Linked DNA regions of Ovis aries: region 1 is linked to region 2. Evidence: chromatin contacts called from public Hi-C data. All regions are on one chromosome and are shown on one strand. Each heading gives the region's core, a stretch centred on a gene start, on an enhancer-like site or on the middle of the called end of the contact. The rest is flanking DNA. Distances are from core to core; before and after follow the strand shown.

Region 1 (5,330 bases), core at 2,186-4,685, 130 kb after region 2:
GAACCAGTCTGTTGTTCCATGTCCAGTTCTAACTGTTGCTTCCTGACCTGCATATAGGTTTCTCAAGAGGCAAGTCAGGTGGTCTGGTATTCCCATCTGTTTCAGAATTTTCCACAGCTTATTGTGATCCACACAGTGAAAGGCTTTGGCATAGTCAATAAAGCAGAAATAGATGTTTTCTGGAACTCTCTTGCTTTTTCCAGGATCCAGCGGATGTTGGCAATTTGATCTCTGGTTCCTCTGCCTTTCCTAAAACCAGCTTGAACATCTGGAAGTTCGCCGTCATGTAGTGTGACCATGACTATATGTAAATAAAAATAGTAATGAAGTAAAATTATTGCACAGAAAAGACAGGTAGAAAATATTTAAAATAATCAAAACCAAAAAGGAACATAATCGTCATCTGTTATTTTACCTCAAGAGAGCTGTGACGATGTTGGTGATTTCTTTCCAGTCTTTGTATGTATCTTTTTAAAATATATATGTATTTAGTTTAAAACAAAACTGGTAGTATATTATACTACTGTGTGTTACCTCTTTTCTTAATGTATTTTGAGAAGTAATCTATTTATTCTGTATCAGCCATGGAAGTGGTGCTTTGAGTTTGGACCTATCTATTTTAGATTGCCTGGAATCCTTTCTACAGCAAGGCTGGACATAAATTTTAAAAAACCATGAACCACACATGCCCACAAGACTATAGACTATTCTGCTGTTACAGCTTAAAAACCAACACAATATTTGCTCAGTATCATAAAGGGCATGTTTACAGCTTTACCCAGTGAAATGGAAAATTTGAGTAACTGGTCAGAAATTGAGAAACAAGCTTCTCAGTCCCTATTTGTCCCTCTGAAAGAACAATTCCTTGAGATGAAAACAGACTCTTGGCTTTATCTGAGTAGAGTATTCCATTGTTTTATTCATTCAGATATGAAGCTTGGGGTCTTTCTGGCTCAAAGACGATTTCTGACTGGAGGACTTCCTGTCAGCCCCCAGGGCCTGGAAGAATCTTAAGTAGAGAAGCCTTAGCTCCCTCTGTGTTGTTGAGAAACCGTTATTATTCTCAGGCAGACTCAGCACTGCTTTCACCCCCATCCTTCACTTAATTGGGGCTCAGTGGACAGGAGAAAGCAGCTTGTCAGACAAAAATGCTGACTCAGCTTGGCCTCTGATTGCCAGGACAACGGGGACCAGGAGAGAGGGCTTGGGCGGGAGGCCTCGGAATTCTTTGGCAGGTCTCACAGATTTCTGTGGGGCTTGACAGCCACTATTGGGTCTGGCGGGCCAGCTGGCCGGCCTCTTTCAGCCATTCCTGACTGAGGGCCCTGGGGAGAGACACACCCGGCTGTGAGCAAGGCTGGTCCAGGGAAGGCTCCGAGGTCTGTTGTTTGTCATGTGAAGAACAACTATTTAGAGAGGTTAAAAAGTGTCATATCATAGCATAAATAGTGGCAGCTTCATGGAGTCATGCCTTCAGCACATGGGGCTATGATTCCTTTTAGAAAAGCATTTCAGGGAACTAGGTTTCGGGGTTGACCAGGAACATCAGTGGTCATGTTGTCCACCCATGGATCCCACTAGAGTAGCCTGGCTGTGTACATTCATTAATTCACTCCTTTGTTCAACATGTTCTAGGCCCTGAATGCACAGCAGTGAACTAATAGGCTTGTTCTTTACCTTCACAGAGTTTCCATTCTAACTGCTGTCAGTGTTCTATTTGCCTACAGGTCCTGGAAATAATTCGTTTTCTAAAAAAATTACCAATTCCTAAAATCAAACACATTTAAAATTTTTATTTATTTTTAAATGTTTATTTTTATACAATTAAAAACTTTATTGAAATATAGTTGATTTACAGTGCTGTGTTTGTTTTAGGTGTACAGCAAAGTGTTTCAGTAACATATATGTGTGTGTGTATGTATATCATCTCTGTGATATAGGGAATGTTTGCCTAGGGCCATACATGCTGTATGGCTGAAATCCTGGGAAAGCTTTATCAGAATTTGAGAGTGATGGAAAAAGCCAAAAATGGAAAATACTGAGCTTTCTTAATCATTAGTTAAATTGGTCAACCAATTTGAATTGGCATGAGAAAGCATTTCGACCCCTGGGTGGGGAAGTTCCCCTGGAGGAGGGCATAACAACCCACTTCAGTATTCTTGCCTGGGGAATCCCATGGACAGAGGAGTCTGGAAGGCTACAGTTGATGGGGTCGCAAAGAGTCGGACACAACTGAAGCGACTGAGCACGCATATATTCTTTTTTCAGATTATTTTCCATTATAGGTTCTTGAAATTTTTTAGATAATTTTTAAACTTTCCTTTTCATTTCGTTACATGGCATTGGCCATATTGTCCATGTTGTACAGTACATCCTTTTAGCTTATCTTATACCCAATAGTGTGTATCTCCCTCTCTCCCACCCATGTATTATCCCCAACTCCCGCACTGGTAACCACTGGTTTGTTCTCTATATCTGTTATATTTGCTAGTTTCTTGTAATTTTTAATTCCACATATAAATGCTATTGCACATTGTCTTTCTCTGTCTGAATTTATTTCACTTGGCATAGTGCCCTCCGAGTCCACCCGGGTTGCTGCAGATGGCAAAATTTTGTTTTTTTAAGGCTGAGTAGTACAAACACATTTTTTAAAATGGAGGTTCACCAAGTTTGAACAAAGGAAAAGCAGCTTCATATTTCTGATCTTATCTCTGAGGTGTAAAGAAATACTCCATCTTGAAATCCATTCAGCTATTTTTTTAAGTGAAAAGGAGAATATCTAAGTTATAATGTTTCCCTTAATGTGATTCTAAAGGATAACAGAGATTATGGAACAACACAAAACTGTTATATACATCTTGAATTAAAGAGCATCAAGAAGGCCGTGGTTAATAATTAGGGACTCAACAAATGTCTTTCCCAAAGTGTCAGAATTTTGAATAGTCTTTCCTAGTGACAGCTTGGGTCTGGCAGCTGAGCCTGTGTGATGAGGTATTTCCAAAGAGAGGCTCCAGGAAATGTGACAATGAAGTTCTAGAATCCCTTGGCACAGAGTTACAAAGAAATTTACATGGGCATGGGTTTTTTTTTCCCCCCTATAAAGAAGGTCAATAATTTGGCATTCTGCCCCTGAAGTCCCTCAGGGTTTTGGCAGCGAGAGCAACTTCTCTGCACCAGAATAATTTTTTTAATGTTAGGATTTCAAAATATTGTCTTTCTTTTCTTTTTTTGTTTCTACTCACTCCACCCCTTATAATTAAAACAATCCAGTCTTCCATTTTTGTAGTATCCCTGGCCACACACACTTAAATCAAACAGATCACCCTCAGAAGAAGTTATTGTCTTCCTTTGTCTTTGAAGTACATTCCAGCGAGGGCCAGAGCTGGCTGGCTGGGGAGAGACACTCCCTTCACCCAGGACGGACAGGGCTACAGGGTGCTTTCAACTGCTGTTTACCCTCTTACCTCCTCTGTTGATTTATTCCACGGGCAGGCGGCAGGCCAGTGGGGAGTTGGAGGGAGAGGAGGATTGAAGTTCTCTTCCAGGGACATCTTCCTCTTATGAATCAGCATTTGTCTTTCACCCACTAACCCCTCCAGCTATTTTAAACACCATCCCAATCCCCAGCCTCTCGGAGAGGGCACTTTTAAACCCACATATATATAATTATTCGCTTCAGGAAGCTAGATGGAAGACCACAAACTCTGAAGGAGATTCTCAGGCCTTTATTTTGTACCAGTCTTTACACCCCCAGCTTGCTGCTGCTGCTGCTAAGTCTCTTCAGTTGTATCTGACTCTGTGCGACCCCATAGACGGCAGCCCACCAGGCTCCCCCGGCCTTGGGATTCTCCAGGCAAGAACCCTGGAGTGAGTTGCCATTTCCTTCTCCAATGCATGAAAGTGAAAAGTGAAAGTGAAGTCGCTCAGTCGTGTCTGACTCTTAGCGACCCCATGGACTGCAGCCTACCAGGCTCCCCCGTCCATGGGATTTTCCAGGCAAGAGTACTGGAGTAGGGTGCCATTGCCTTCTCCATCCCTAGCTTGGATGTAGAGAAAAAAAAAAAAAGCTGTTGTGGAGGAGGGTAGGGTGGGGTTACCAGGGGCAGCTTTCCAGATCTTTCTGAAAACAGGCCTTTAACATCTTAACTTGTAACTCTGCTGACTGTGCTTGTGAATTCCCGGGACACTAGCTCCACCCATATACATTGAAACAGATCCGAGAGGCCAGTTAGATCTCTTTTCCAATTCAGAGAGAGAAAGTGTGTTCAGGAAGTGAAACAGGACCCTTTGTTAAATCCTCTAAACTGCCTGAAGGAGGGGCTTCCCTGGTAGCTCAGCTGGTAAAGAATCTGCCTGCAATGCAGGAGACCCAGGTTCGATTCCTGGGTTCAGAAAATACTTCAGATAAGGGATAGGCTATCCACTCCAGTATTCTTGGACTCCTCTGGTGGCTCAGACCTTAAAAAATCTGCCCGCAATGCGGGAGACCTGGGTTGGGAAGATCCCCTGGAGGAGGGCATGACAACCCACTGCAGTATTCTTGCCTGGAGAATATCCATGGACAGAGGATCCTGGCAGGCTATAGTCCATGGGGTTGCAGAGATACAACTGGACAACTAAGCACACAAACACAACCTGAAGAAGGCAGCGACTGGTATTTCCATGTTCTAACTGTGAAAGCAGGCTCAGAGAAATGAGATAATGCGCCCAAGTCCCGCAGCTAGTAGGTGAAAGGGCTGACAGTTTGAGGTCTTGAGGTCTGCCAACCTCAGTCCTTGGCTTTCCTCTCTCTGTCGCTGACTGTGTAGTGGCTGTGAGAACGGACTCTGGGGGCAGATCCTGGGAAAGTTGCTTAGCCTGTCTGCGCCTCAGTGTCCTCATCTATAAAATGGAGAGAGCTGGGCTGTCGAGGATGAAATGAAATAGTATGTTAATACACTTAGGACAGTGCTTTACAAGTTGTAAGTGATATGCAAGTATTAGCTAATATCTTTGTATCCTAAAACATTTAGCACCATCAGTAGCTCATTTTATTAGCTGCCTCCCTGTGCCAGGTTCTTGATAAATATGCTTTTTAATCTTTATAACCAGCCAGCAGGATAAATCTTAAAAGTCATTTTTTTTCCAGATTAACAAACTGAAAAAAAAGTGTAGCTACTCTAAGGAGTAGCTGAGCTAGAATTTAAGCTTTCATCATTTTGATTCCAAGAACACTTTTTTTTTTTTCCTATGCCAAGCCCAGGTCATGTCCAGTAGCATTTACGCCTCAACAAGTATTTGAAAATTCCAGTGGCCAGTAGCCCAGAGAATTGAGAAGCAGCCAGTCCTAC
Region 2 (4,911 bases), core at 930-3,429:
GATTCATTATACACTTGTCTGCTGTCTCTTACAGGGCACTACCTGATACATATAAGGTGACTGTAAATGTTATTTAATCTGAAACTATTGTTTGAAGCACTGAAGCAAATCTCTTCAGCCATCCACTATCATATAGACTGGGAACTGGGAGTTTTCCCTTTGAGCTCTCACATGATCAGAGCCTTTTCCATTTCAGGCATCTACTTTGTCCTCCATTATCTAGGGCTTGAAGTTTGGCAAGGAGTGACAGCATCCTTGCCCACCCAACCTCAGCCTTGATTCTCCCTGGCTGATTAACCTCATGGCTCCCTCAGTAATTTCCTCTTTTCTAGCAACCAGGTATTTCTTACAAAGCAAGACCTTCCTTCCTGGGTGAGGACCTTCCTGCAATAGGGCTGGCCCCAAAGTTCCATCCTTTCATTGTCAAGAGGCTTCTCAATTAGTAACACTTTGGTCCCATTCACTTCCTGTAGTTCCAAAGCTAATTCTATTGTTGCAACTGTGGTGGCTTTTGAGAATAGCTTGCAAAGATGCTACTTCCCATGGAGTGACCTGCAGCAGCTTCCCCTTCCCTCTGTTGGTCCTATGGGCAGAGGACTTGCTGATGGAAAACAGTCTCCTGGAGGAGCCATGCTCTGCTTACCTTGGATAGTGATCTCTCAGGCAGCCTTGATTTTTCCCAGTCTGTGAGGAGCACACCCTCAGATATAGATAATGAAGAAGGGGGCTCACATAGGTGGCTTCTGCTCTATTTTGGGCAATGACAGGGAGCAGCCATTCAGGGAATGTGCTCTGAATACTCCTACCCTTTCCATGGCAAAACTACAGGATGGCCTTGTCTTTCCCATACATTTTTCTCCTTCACAGCAACTCCAGATTTTAATTTTGATCTACTCTTATAAAAATGTGGAGGCACAATACTTGCACTTTCATTTAACAAAAAGGCATGTAGGCAGGTATGTCTGCAAAGTGCTTTACATATATTGTCTCATGTGACTTATTTCATAAGCTTATGTTTGAATCCAGTAGGGTGGGGCGGGGTAGGGGTTTTCTGAAGCCGGATTTATCTCGAAGCCACTCTCCCCTTCCCCTCGACGGGAGGGGACAAGGAACAGAAGGAACTGAGCTGCTTCGGAGGGCCAGGCCGCCTCCTACTTCCCGCAGCTGTCTTGCCAGGCCAGACCTAGAAGTAGGGGGTCTCCAGCCCACGCCCAGATCCAGTCGGTGGGAGGGTGGGTGGTTTTTTCCGGGTCACTGGCGCACCCTCTCTACTCCCTGCCACCTGTTCCGGTTCTATCCAGGCTCCAGGCTCTCTGGAGGGCGTCAGGGACATTCCAATCCTCCCACGACCCGCAAGGATGTCGCGAGAGAGGGGGGCCCCTTGCTGTCCTTTTCCAGCACCGAAGATTTGCCCAGGTTTCTTCTCAACCCCTGGTGACCCGAGTTACCCTGGAGAGGAGAGAAGAACTGATAAATGGTTTCAAGGTTGGTTTGTTTACAGTGAACTAGTTGGCGAAGTCGCATCCCTAGCGACAGAGGCACTTTCTGGGCACTGTCTGCGCACGAGCAGACAATTGAAAGCCAAACAGCCGAGATGCCTCCTCGCCAGACCAAATATGGTCACATGCAGCCTCCCGTGGAAAGGCTGGCCTCGCTGGTGTCTCCTCGCGTCGGAGCGTACCCGGGCCCGCCCTTAGGCAGAATCACTGATCAATGCCGCGCTCCTGGCTCCCGGCCTCGGTACCCGGCACGAAGAGAAGGCGCGGCACCCAGGACCCGCCCTTCCTCTGTTTGGGTCCCTCACTCGCGTGTCTTCCGCCGCCCCCAGCCTGGTTTCGGTCCACAAGTCCTTGATTAAACAGGCTCGGGCCACTTTCCCTTTGATCCCGCCCCAAGTCCGTGGTAAACTCAAAGGAATGCAGATCCAGGGTTCCGCGAGAGAGGTCAGCCAGTCCAGGAGGAGTGGGCGGGGGGCACCCATCTCCTCTTACCCTGCAGAGTACCCAGCACGCCCAGGGTTTTCTGGTGCCAGGGTGGAAGGAGGAGGAGGAGGAAGGGGAGGGACGAGAGAGGGTAGGCTGGCTCCGGACTTGGAGGTCATGCATAATTCAACAGCTTAACTTTCGGGCCCGCCTCTTTCCTGGGAGTGGGAGTTTGCTCCAAACTTTGTTTATGGGACAGTCCGGGATCCGCGGCGGCCGCGCTGTCTGCTTCTCCGCTTCTCCGCGGAGCGCGAGCGCCTGAGGCCAGTTCGGGGGATGTGAGAGCCGAAGCCTCTCGGCTGCCAGACACCGAGTAGGGTCGGGATTTGCCAGCCGGGCCCCAGCTCCAGCCCTGCAAGCTCGGGACGCAGCCGAGCGACCCAGGCCCAACAGCGAGTTCGGGCGGGACGGCGGCCACCGCACGCCCAGACTCGGATTCGCTGCGCGTCCAGGTAGTGCCCGCTGGCGCGCGCCCGTTCACCCCGCACCACGCCGGGGCGCCCGGCTCCTCGGGCTTCCCGAGTGGAGACGTCTTGGAGTTGGCTCGGGTTGAGACTTTGAGGGCGCTGCCTGCTCTGGAAAATTTCGACCTGTCCTTAGACACCAGCAGTTTCATTAGCGTCTCCAGTGCAGTTAACTCCCAGCAGACACCCCCTCCCCCTTTCCTGGTAACTTCTTGGCTTCAAGAAAGTTGCATAATTCTGGAGGCCAGGAGGGACCCCTCCCCCACCCCGCTAGTCTCAAGTTCTGGGTGTCTGGGATCCCGAGGCGGACACCTATCTGTCTCTTCTCTCTGTTCTCCTCTTCAATTATCAGACCTTCAATAAGAAGCTAATCTGACCTCCTTTCTCCTAGCAGAAGATGAATCCGGCTTCGGCGCCCCCTCCGCTCCCGCCACCCGGGCAGCAAGTGATCCACGTCACTCAAGACCTAGACACGGACCTCGAAGCTCTCTTCAACTCGGTGATGAACCCCAAGCCCAGCTCGTGGCGGAAGAAGATCCTGCCCGAATCGTTCTTCAAGGAGCCTGACTCCGGCTCGCACTCGCGCCAGTCGAGCACCGACTCGTCCGGCGGCCACCCCGGGCCCCGACTGGCCGGCGGCGCCCAGCACGTCCGCTCGCACTCGTCGCCCGCGTCCCTGCAGCTGGGCACGGGCGCGGGCGCTGCGGTCAGCCCCGCGCAGCAGCACGCGCATCTCCGTCAGCAGTCCTACGACGTGACCGACGAGCTACCGCTGCCCCCGGGCTGGGAGATGACCTTTACGGCCACTGGTCAGAGGTACTTCCTCAAGTAAGTCAGCCTGGAGCAAGGGGGGCACACAGAGTCACAATACCCAGGCCGCGCGCGCTTGTTCTTGTGCGTGTTCGTGACGGTGCGTGCGTACGTGCGTGTGTGTGCCTGCGTGATAATGTGTGTCGTTGAACGGCTTTTTTTCCAGAAATCTGGGAGACTGGAAGTGGGAGTTAGTTTTAGGGTGTTGGAATTGTAAGGGATCAGAAGCTGGGTCTGGTAGAGTTCATCCAGGATCCGGGAAGTTGCGAGATTTTCAGGACATGAAAATTCTTCGAGGTAGAAGAAAAAAGCACTTGGGCAGAATTCTCGTGAAACACATAGATGCGTTGAGTCTGGAGTACTGATACTGGAGTACTTTGACTTCTGGACCCAAACGCTACTCCCTTTCCGGCCCACTCCAAGTCAGGTAACTCCTAGCCTGGTGCACTGCGATGTGACATCAAGATAGTTCTAGAACAGAACTGAGGCTTGGGGAGGAGAGAGGAACTTTTGTTACTGTAGGTGGTCTGCTGTCTCTCCATTGGAAAAGGGAACACTGACTTAGGCCTTACAGCTCCCCGTTCGGTGACGTAATAACCATACAGCACCCCCCAGTGATGTAATTAGGAACTGCGTGGTGAAGTAGCCGTGGGCTGGACAAATCAATCGTGTGGAAATTGGGTCAGGAGTTCTATTGTGTTGCACTCGGTAACCTAGAATATCATCGATTGGGAGCTGCTTTGTCGTATTTCCCGACAGGTTGTTCTGACTTTTCCATGTAGTGAATTTTACATTCGAGTGGAATTAGACTCCACAGGCATAAAGAAGGTTGCTTCAATTGTGGTACCCTAAAATAATTATATTCTGGAGGAGAAGCCAAGCTAGAACTTGAAACATAACCAGTGAGGTCATGGGGGGTCAGGCCATCAGTGGCCTGGATAGAAGTCCTGCCAACTGGAGCACTTGGTTCAGGATTGCCTGCACTGGCTGACTGTTGACTGCCGTGGTGGAAAACTCCTCTTCTGAGAACTTGCCTTAGACTTTATTTTAAAGCCTACATATATATATATATATATATATATATATATATATATATGTATGTATAAAATAGAGTAGCCTTAGTTTAGAAGTTATGTGCAATTTTAATAAGATAATATTTGATACTTTGATTGCTATGAGAGGACCTGATAACAAATACAGTGATGGATGAAGGCTTATAATAGCCAACCATTTGACTCATACTGGTAGCCAGTTATTTCTTCTCCATCCCAAAGCTGTTGACATCTTGTGCAAGAAGGAGTTCTTTGTTGCTGGTGGGGTTGATGTAGCGCTGAGAAGCCCTTGTCGGAAACAGAGTTGCTGATCATTCTAGTCCACAACTGGTCTTCTGGTGAATGAGTGCTAGTGTGGACACATACTGAGTGCTTTGATCTAAATAGTTGGTGGAATTCAAGTATGTTATGTAATCGCATGACATTTTTCTAAGTGTGATGATATTGTTCTGAAGGATGGCATTAGTTTATATACTGTGTGTATGTGCAAAGTCATTTCTGACTCTTTGCAACCCTATGGACTGCAGCCTGCCAGAGTCCTCTGTCCATGGGAATCTCCAGGCAAGAATATGGGAGTGGGTTGCCTTGACCTCCTTCAGGGGA

What was found. Hi-C and Micro-C count contacts between places; a contact is called where the count stands out from the background.
Region 1: a Hi-C map of tail adipose tissue shows a contact between it and region 2, with 2.4 times the contacts expected there. The contact joins the enhancer-like site here to the promoter of WWTR1 in region 2. A contact is called at or near these places in 3 of 16 Hi-C or Micro-C datasets (muscle, retroperitoneal adipose tissue and tail adipose tissue).

What each region holds. Positions count from the first base shown.
Region 1 is chr1:239,338,341-239,343,670 of ARS-UI_Ramb_v3.0, forward strand. All of the region lies in intron 4 of WWTR1 (WW domain containing transcription regulator 1), which reads left to right. Among named protein-coding and RNA genes, the nearest start is that of TM4SF4, 72 kb to the right of the region's middle. Within about 2 kb of position 3,436, at least 13 of the 54 cell types and tissues checked have an H3K27ac peak or open chromatin away from gene starts, as enhancers often do. A contact at or near this core is called in tail adipose tissue, where this site is marked.
Region 2 is chr1:239,213,717-239,218,627 of ARS-UI_Ramb_v3.0, forward strand. It overlaps WWTR1 (WW domain containing transcription regulator 1), which reads left to right and starts at 2,180. Exons shown (of 7, transcript XM_027959404.3): 1 at 2,180-2,434; 2 at 2,838-3,274. The coding sequence starts at 2,844.